Regions from separate parts of the Hordeum vulgare genome. Here region 2 is linked to region 1. Evidence: chromatin contacts called from public Hi-C data. All regions are on one chromosome and are shown on one strand. The core of a region is the stretch at or near the end of the contact, and the rest is flanking DNA. Distances in the headings are between cores, read along the strand shown.

Region 1 (5,005 bases), core at 1,008-3,507:
GGTGGGCACCAGCTACCGGCTACGGCTAGACGTGCCGGGAACTGGGAACCGGGTTCCGGAGGATAGACCCATGGCTCCACCTCCCAAAGTCCGTTCCACATCTGGCTCGTCCTTCGATCGACCCGCTCCCAGACGTCCGAACATGCCTCTACCCTGTCTAGTGTAGGCCTCGCTGCCTCGAACTCATCGCGGCCGTGGGGCGGAAAAGTCGCCACCCACAACTGTATTGTACTGTACTGTATGAGCACACGATACTACAGCACTGTGCTACGGTGAGCTATTCGAGATAAACCACGATCGACGACCCTGATTTAGGTATAGGGGATGAAAATGACAGTGTTTAAAATTAATGCTTGTGACAGGGATAACTGAAAAAGCGCAATAAATACTGGTGAGAAGCAGCCTGCAGACTAATCCAATGGTGTGCCTTTTGGCACGTTCAGAGCTTCGGACCAGTCTTGTCTCTGAGTTTCTTACCAGCAAGCAGGTGAAGATTTTGGCCCAGCACGAAATCGGTGGGCCGTTTTAGCTCACTTCACTTTCTAATTTGTAGTAGTATATCCTTGTTCAGGTTCTTGTCCCGTCAGCCGCTGTAGGACGAGGAGAATATGACTGTTCACACCAACGTGACAAATGCTCGTGTATCGGTTAGTTTGGCCGTCTCTCCCGTTGGCTCATGTATGTATCAGACACCGTACAGAGCTAGAAATCCCCTACAGGTTTAATGGCCAACGCTCAGGCAATCCCCAGATTTGCTGGGGCTGGCAAGTGGACGGTCGCACTCCGGTGCAGTATTCAGTCGTATGTGGCGTGCCGAGCATCTCCAACAGTGGCGTAAAAAGACGCGCGCGCGGTAAACGGCTATTTTTACGCGTGCGGTACAGTTTGACGCGTTCCAGCGGCGGCGGGAAAAACGCACGCAGGAACCGCTTGTGCGCGTGCGTGAAAAGACGGCAGCTCGCGCGTCAGTTTTGCCGCGCCGCTTCCCGCGCGCCTATAAAACGCAGCGCTCTCCACCGCTCCCTCGCGCGCCGCCACCGCTCTCTCATCCTCTACCTCGCGCGTCGTCACCGCCCCAGCGCCACCGCCCCCGACGCGCCACTATGCCGCCGTGCCGCCGTTCTGCGTTGGGCTACCGCGGCGTCCGCCAACGCCCCAACGGCGGGTTCTACGCCGAGATACGCTCCGGCGATCTCCGGCTCAGCCTCGGCACGTACGACACGGCGCACGAGGCCGCCCGCGCGTTCGACGCGACGGCGTGGCGCCTAGACAGGCCGCGCCGTCAAATGAACTTTCAGGACGTCCACACGCTCCAGCAGGCGCTGGACGTCGCCCCCCCGCCTCGTCTAAACTCCGCACAAGACCGTGCGGAGCACACTGCGCGGCAGCGTCGCCTTCTCGTCGCCGAGGAGGACGAGCGGGTCATGACGAAGTGGCGCCGGCGTCACCCGGAGGACGTCGCCTACGAGCAGGATTATTGGGCAAGACGCCGCGAGGAGGACACGCGCCGGCGCCGCGAGGAGCGGTTGGACAGGCGTCGGCGGAAGGCATTGGCGAGTGCGCAAGCCGACATCGTCGCAGCAGGCGGGAGGTCCTTCTTCACTGAAGAAAATAACCGTTGGTTGGACATCTGGTTGTCAACCTCTGACGACACCAACGACGATGACGATGGTGGTGATGATTGAAGCGACTGGGATTAATAAAAGTTTTATGTTTTCGAACTATCTATCTACTTGCACCGAACTATCTATCTATATTTTCGAACTATCTATCTAGTTGCAATCTATGTAAAATAACTTTGTATCTTTTTTATTGTATGCAATCCTTTTATTTTGTCCATTTTGTAATTGAAAATGTTGTGCGCACGCTGCATTTTTGTGCGCTGCTGGAGCGGCGTGCGCGCTGCACTTTAGTGCTGCTGCTGGAGCCAGCGCTGCGCGACACGTCAAACCAGGCGATGGACGCGTGACAAAAATGTTTTTTAGGCGCGGCGCGAAGCGCGGCTGTTGGAGATGTTCTTAACAACAACGAACACACAAACTAACTCTTCTCTTCCCCCTGATTTTCAGTGGGGATGGGACCCCTCATCCCTTAATTACCAATCACAATCTTACACATCAGTTTGTACATAAAATCTTTACGTAAGCCTTTGTAGGTGTAGCATTACTCAAAAAAAAACGCGCTCATACCGCTGCCTTGCTGATGGGCTGTGGGGCAGCGGATGCGTGGGCCGATGGTCTGTTTCTACATCACGGCTTTCGTCCCACACAACTCCGTCACGGACCACCCACTAAAAAAACTCATCACAGACCAGCCCACCACTTATATTGAACGTCTTCAGTGGAAGAAAAAGAGAGCTGGGCCGATGGGGTGGACTAGATCGGTCGCCCACGATTTGCACCGATTTTGTTTTCTCGACAGAATTTTCATAGATTCTTTTGTCTGTTTCTTTTCTCTTTTGTATATATCTGGTTTTCTTTTGGCTATCCTTAATTGTTATATATTTTGATTTTTAATTCATTCATATATTTCGAATTTATGGATATTGTTCGAATTTCATGAAATTTTGTTTGTTTATTTTTCTATGTGTTTAAAAAATGGCCATCCATTTAAAAATGTTTATGTATTTATTAAAGAAAAAAAATGAAAATAGAAAATGAAAAAATGGTGATGTGGTAGAAACCCAAAAATAACATGCACACGTTGCTAAAGTGAAAAATCACCAAAATGCACATGAAGTGAAGTCACATGAATTTTTCGCATGTGGGATTCAGATTAGTATTTTCCACCTTAAACAGAGAATACGATATGCATAGAATGTTCAACCCCCGCACTCCACCTCCCCCACCAATTGTAAATAACCCAAGAGTAGCTTAACTCATAAGTGAAAAATGTGGCTATAGCGAGGTGCGCTCCTTTATGTCTAGTGATGTGTACGTGTCCCATTTGTACTGCAAAAACAAGCTTGTGGTGCGTGTGAAAACAACGAGTGCACTACAACTACCAACAATGTTCCCACCATCTCTCCTCGTATCGAGCATCGTCAAGCTCCGGCTACACATTAGACCATTCCCCAATTTCTTGTGATTTCTAATCGTTTCTGCTACGACTGACTCGATAACCAAGACTAATGTGGTCATATATTTCAACTTTGTTGTACATGCCGAGTTGCTACCCTCTAAGCCGCAAGGCTTGGCTTTGTTTCAACTTCAAGAGGCGGTCCGGCCTTTACATGATGTTGTGTCACCTTCACCAATGTCCTCTTATTTTGGCAATCTTCTCATACTAAACCGTCTAGCGTCTACCATTGCACGTCAATCGCCTCCTCCCTCGCCCCCTTTGACGTCATGGTTCAGTGAGCATTCCTCGCACCTGATACGGTCTTGTACGTCATCTACGTGGAACCGCCGATGCTACAGGTGTAAAACAGGAGACCAAGTTTTGGTTGGAGAGGATCACACAGCTCCATATGAACCCGCGTATACTTTTATATATTGCAGAGATCAGATGGCGTGCAAGTGAGCCTGTTGATGAAGGACATTGAGAGGGGCAAACCGAACAAGGACCCCAAATTTTGGGGCCCATATGATCAAGTATTACTCTACTTCAATACACCCATATGTATAAGAAGTTGGCTTAATGGTCAGATCTACACCCTTCGTACCAATAATACATGATGTTTTAGCAGTTCAATTTGAGATGCTAAAACGTTATATATTATGGTGCACACGGAGTATTTGATACCTACATGGGTCAAATAGGTGTGGCTTCGACCACAACTAATGGAGGTGGGTCCACCCACTTCGTCACCGTGCATCCAAATTCATGTTTCGTTTTATCCTGAAGCGTTTCCCTGACCTTTTCCAGTTTTATTTGGTATTTCTGTTTGTTCGGTTTACAGTTGTTTTCTTCTTTCTTTCCAATTTATTTTTGGTTTGATTTTTTTATCTTTTTGGGATTTTATTCTGGTTGAGATAGTTCATTGTTCCTTTTATTTTAATCTGATTTATGTGTGTTTTCTCTTTCTTCTTTCTTTCTTTTGAAATTTCTTTCGGGTTATAATCTTATCATACAGTTTTTTTCCTTCGGTTTTCCTCATTTTTTATTTTTTTATTTTTTACTATAAAAAACATTATCCTGAAATATTATGAACATTTCTGATTTAGATATTTAACATTCTTTATATGCGTTTAACTTTTGCTAATATACGCTCTCCATATGTTGATATATGATGAATATTTTTTAATTCTTAGTGAGATTTTCAGTAATAAACATTGAACATTATTTATTATACTGTGAACATTTTTAAATGCCTCGTGAGTTTTTCTATAATTTATAGTGATTTTTTATAAAATACACATTGAACTTTTTCCATATTATACATTGAGCATTATTTTTTTACAACATTTTTTTGTAATATAGAGTGAACATTTTTTTTATGCACAATGGGCATTTTGAAAAAATGATACTTTATTAAACTTTTTTAATAAGTTCTTTAATATTTTCGATCCTAAGATAAATCTAACAACCAATTTTTCCAGAAGAAAACCGGTAGAACAATCAAAGAAAAAACATCAAATAAAGGCCATTTGCACAACGAGCGCACAAGGCAGCTAATTTTGATTAGTTTAGGGGGGGGGGGGGGCAACCCATTGAAATTGAGAGGGGCTGAAATGAATTATAGAAAGGTTCTATAATACTCGAGTAACAACCCATACATCTACCAGTATTTGGCCTATTTGATTTTAAACCCTTGTGAGTCCTCAACCATTGGACGTCTATAGGCATCTAATAGAAGGAGGTTCCAGCTTAACCACCGACAAATTCAATAAACACTTATGTAGCAGCACACGACAAGGGCTCACCAGCAAAGCCGAGAGCAACTAGCTAAAGGTTACCCCTTGCGGGGGACCTTTATTTGTCACTTTTAGAGCATGTAAGTCGTGTGTCGAATCACTGCCACATATCACATGTCATGCACTTCCTTTGAATTCGTTTTTTCGAT
Region 2 (5,005 bases), core at 1,488-3,987, 160 kb after region 1:
AGATCTACTTACTGTCAATGTGATCCCACATTTGCTCAACCAAGTCATCTTGGAGCTGCATATGAGTGTTCCGACCACTCAAACTATTGAAAGGTTGCACGAGGTGGGTGCTCAGGCTCAACATTCTCACCATGAAAATCAAACCCTTGGTCGTAGATGCTGCCATCACGCTCATCTTCAACGATCATGTTGTGCATGATCACACAAGCAGTCATCACCTCTCAAATCTTTTTAGTGCTACATGTCAATGTAGGGTTTCGAACAATACCCCATCGAGACTGAAGCATACCAAATGCACGCTCCACATCTTTCCTAACACTCTCCTTCATTTGGGCAAACCTTTGTCTCTTCTCTTCTTACGGATTGGGTATGATCTTTACAAGAGTGGATCACTGGGGATAGATATCATCAGCTAGGTAATATCCCTTGTTGTAATGGTGGCCATTGATCTCAAAGTTAACCTCCGATGAGTGGCCTTCTGCAAGCCTTGCAAACACTGGAGAATGCTGAAGAACGCAAATATCATTGTGAGAACCAGCCATGCCGAAGAAAGAATGTCATATCCATTGATCTTGTGACGCCACATCTTCAAGTATGACAGTGGCACCTTTCACATGCCCCTTGTATTGTCCCTGCCAAGCAAATGGGCAGTTCTTCCACTTCTAGTGCATACAATCGATACTACCAAGCATACACGGAAATCCCCTCTTGGTATTGATCGACAACAACCTCTCTGTATCAGCGGCATTTGGCTCTCTCGGGTATTGAGGGCCAAACACAGCCAGCACGGCCTTGCAGAAACTGTACATTGATTGGAGACACGTGGACTCACTCTACAAACATACTCATCCACAACATCACCAGGAATTCCATATGCAAGCATGCGAATAGCTGCATTGCATTTCTGGTAAGAAGAGAAACCAAGCTTGCCAAGGGCATCCTCTTTGCACTCAAAGTATGGGTCATATGCAACTGCTCCCTCCCGAATATGATTGAACACATGCCTCCTCATTCGAAAGCGGTGATGAAATTGATGCGGTTTGTAGAGTACGGTTCTCTCAAAGTAATCAGAATAGAGGAGGTTGTGCCCTTTCTCCCTACTGCGGTTAAAGGCTGGAGCATGGCCGGGAATTGATCCCCTGAACCGAGGCCGCATCCTACTGATGTGGTCATGGACGACCAATGCTGCCACCACTATGTGCTCATCGTTCGAGGATGAATCCTCCGATGAACAAATGAAGTTGTGAAAGAAATATGCATCCCCGCTACACATTGTACCTTGCGAGCAAACCGTCGAACACCTTGCGGCCGTGGTGGAGACGCAGACGGAAAGGGCACGTTGAGCCCCTTCGCAGGTAACAAGGTGGACGACTGCGGGTGGAGGGCAAAGTGACAACAAGGAAGGAAGAAAAGGGGTTGTTCCATCGACGGGGAAAGCAAGGTGGACGACGTGCGTGGCGGCAGCGATGGCGAGGGTGGAGCGAGGAAAGTGAAGGAAGAAAACGGTTGTGTCCCCGATGGGCGGTCCAGGGAAGGACAAGGGCGCGCGTCCCGCCCGTCCACGCGTTGTCCGTTTCGCCGCAAATGTGACCCAAACTCGGGGCGGGATTCGATCGAAAGAGGACCGAAAACGAACATTTGTCCGTTTGCCACCGTGCGTTGGGCTACGGTTTATGTCCGTTTACCCCCAAACGGACGCGGGTGGACGATTTGGGGTCATGTGTTGGAGTTGCCCTTACCTCCCACACCTTGCGGCCGTGCAGTGCTACCAAAACTTCATTCCCTATATTAGACCTTAGAACATCTACAAACGCAACCTGCAATTCCGGACCCTCAAACACCCGCAGACACGACTGGACGCGTTCGTCTCTTAAATTTTTATTTTTACAGTCATGTCTCCCATTTTTTTCCCTATACGTCCGGTCACATGCATGTAATTGGTGGAGATAAAATAAGAAAAAAAGAAAAGAATAAACAAAAAAGAAAAGATTGGCCAAATCCTATGTAGCAGATGCAGGACCACTAACTGAACACGTCCAGAGGCACCTCATATATATTCCATATATGACGGCAATATGAGAAGTGGTGGACAGTCCAAACATTTAAAGTGCCTATGAGGGATCCGATTGAATCAACTTTATCTTTCTCTTTTCTCTCCGGTTAATAGTCCCTGTGCCTGTCCGGTCGGGTCGATATTAGGAGTCCGGCTATTGTAGATGCTCTTAGCGTCTCTTGGCTTTCAAGATTTGTCTGCAAATAGTTCTAGTCACTAAGCCATCTAATCTAATAATCATATTAACTGGTTAAAGAAACTTGATTTTCTTTCTTTCGTTTTTTCATCTAATAACAAATGCAGCCACTAGATTTTCTTTGGAGTGCAGATAAGATGAAAGCGAAAGAAAGAGAAAACCAAGCCGGATCAGCTGCCATCATCGTGCATGATAGTTTAGGGCTCCCTGGAAGCTCGGCTTCCTTTGTTGTTCCTCCGAGTCAAATAAAGATCGCTTCGGAGAGAGAAAACGTGGTGTGTGCCTGCTCTGCCCTCACCCTTGTACTATTATCTGTTGGTTACCATGCCACTAATGCTTAATCTAGCTAGCCCACTCAATCCGCAATAATACTCCTCAGCAGAAAATAGCTAGCCACCAGGAGAAGGACCATATAGATAGACAGAGACACGCCAACAAGTATGGATGAATTCTGAAAAAAAAAATGTAAACATGGAAAACAAATGGGAGAAATCATAAAGTGACAACTATTTCACCCTTTTGTTCTCTTTTCTAAAAAACAAATGCCTGTCAGTCAACCTTTCCTTAGCATCGGCAAAAAACTGTTTATCAGTGGGCTGCCACTTCATTCTGGCGACTGCCCAGCAGCAGCAGGCAAGAGGTGGGCGCCTACTCATTGTGGCGTGCCAGTGCCTGGCCAGTTGCCCCCACACATCACCAAGCGCGTAGTACGTGCCTTTAAATATACACGTCGCCGTTCTAGATTTTACAACTCGTTTCCCTCCTCCTCCCCCACCCTAGACTAGACTTCTTCCAGCTCCATCCAACATCAGGACGACCTTGGTTCGTTCTCCTCCACTTCTACTTCCCCAAATCAAATCAAATCAAATCCCAATACACGAGAACTCTTTCTACAACGTACCTTTGCTGCAAGAAGGAGCACATGCGACAAGATTTCTCCCTCGGTTTTCAGCTCCAAACCAGAGTTTAGTAAACCCTTCCATTGCTTCAAGACGAAACCACCGGAGCACAAACATCAAGTGGTCAATTCGGTGCACCATGAGACCTAGCACTGCTTTTCGAGTACTAGGCACATGCCATGCCACTTCTTAATTTCCAGCTCAGCTAGCTAACCCCAACTTGACACAATCTCCGTCATATGCTTTGTCTTTCCCACAAAGGAGCTGCCAACTCTCCACCTCCTTCCATTCGCTCAACTTGCACTCCCCTCCTTTCTCTCATCTTCCTCGCAGTCGCAGAGAACAAGCGAGGCTAAATCTTAAAGGCGAGCGTTTCGGCTCAGATTATCAGTGCGGCCGCTGAGCGAAGCCCGAAAGGCTCACCGTAAAGCAAGGAGCAAAGGTGAGGATCTTTTTCCGATGCTTTTGCACTTCTTGTAGTGCTATCAATCAGGGTGTGTTTTTCCCTTCGATCTCCATGCTTGCTTGCTTCCTAGCCACTTTGTCTCCTGGTCGTTGGTGTCTTGAAACAGTTGATTGCTGAGCTTTGGTTTCACTCCACAGGTTCCTTGGGATAAACTTCTTTCCTCATTCTGCAGTCTTCACAACCCAGCTGACCGGCTCTCCGACAAATTCATTCCTGCAGATAGGGCAGCGTACATGGGCTGTGGGGCGTCGAAATGGAGGGATCCCGGTGTCGTGCGCCAGGGGAGGCCGAGAAGCGTCGGGGAGGTGGTCGTCTTCCTCCCGGGGCTCCGGGTACCGAGGACCGTAGACTTCTCGCAGTCTCTCGGTGATCACCTGGACAAGATCGCCGTCGACAGACTGTCGGCTCTAAGGGCAACAGTCGTGACAATGGCAATGCAGGAATCGGCCATGGCCCTGAAGCCGAGGCGGAGGACGGCGCGGCACGGTGTGTAGAGCAGAGGGGCTCCTGCTTGGCTTGGCTGATGCATATGTGAAACATATACGAGGGGTTTTGTTTTGATCTAGTAGCGTTTGTTTGGTTTTCAGGAGGGTCTGGCACTGCTAACCTTCTCCAGGCTTTGGAAGAGTACCTGCCAGTTCTGCTAGGACTGGTGAAAGAAAGTGAGCATCCTAGTATCATACCAGTGTTTTGCTTGGGTTTTATGATGCCGCTTTCTGGCTGATTCATCATGCGTGATGCTGCAGGCAGTGATCTGAGAAACAAAGCGCAGTTTGTTTGGGCCAACCAAGAGGACGACGCTGAGGTAATTAAGGATGGGTGACATCCATCCATCTTCAGAGATGATCCCTTGGCAAAAGATGCTCAAAGTTACTTCATGGTTTGGTTGCAGGAGACGTCCATGGCCGATGCTTGGTATGAGGTGCTGTCTGTGCTGCACCTGATGGCCATGGTGTGCTTCCTGCAGGCCAACTCCCTGCTTCTTCCGAGGTCATACGGCGACGGCCATGGGCCGAGAGTGTCCGAAGGTTAGTCATTCGGTACTTGCATCTTGGATCAAGAACATTGTTAGTCTTCATGATTTAGTAGACTGCTAAGTGCTAACAACACAAAACGCACATGTCTGTCTGGCGCAGAGAGCAGGCGAGCCACTGTTGATGTTTTCTTGAAAGCAGCTGGATACTTGGATTGTGCAGTTAATCAAGTACTTCCGCAGATACCGCCTGAAAAAAGGTTTAATTCTTGGTTACATCAGTTTATGAATCTCAAAGAGCCCATGTTTAGGATCACATCAACTGAACTCTTTTGTCTTAATTTCAGAAGGGCACTCCCAGTTGATCTAGTTGAGGGAAATCTAAAAGCTCTTAGCTTGCAAGGACTTGGCCAGGTAC

Evidence for each region. Hi-C and Micro-C count contacts between places; a contact is called where the count stands out from the background.
Region 2: a Hi-C map of leaf shows a contact between it and region 1, with 2.4 times the contacts expected there. The contact joins the promoter of LOC123403822 here to the enhancer-like site in region 1. A contact is called at or near these places in 2 of 6 Hi-C or Micro-C datasets (both in leaf).

What each region holds. Positions count from the first base shown.
Region 1 is chr6H:388,272,759-388,277,763 of MorexV3_pseudomolecules_assembly, forward strand. No RefSeq gene overlaps it. Among protein-coding and RNA genes, the nearest start is that of LOC123403895, 50 kb to the left of the region's middle. Within about 2 kb of position 2,258, at least 3 of the 3 cell types and tissues checked have open chromatin away from gene starts, as enhancers often do. A contact at or near this core is called in leaf, where this site is marked.
Region 2 is chr6H:388,429,326-388,434,330 of MorexV3_pseudomolecules_assembly, forward strand. LOC123403822 reads left to right here and starts at 2,738. Exons shown (of 12, transcript XM_045097738.1): 1 at 2,738-3,590; 2 at 3,834-4,100; 3 at 4,202-4,276; 4 at 4,361-4,419; 5 at 4,507-4,642; 6 at 4,751-4,847; 7 at 4,935-5,001. The coding sequence starts at 3,848.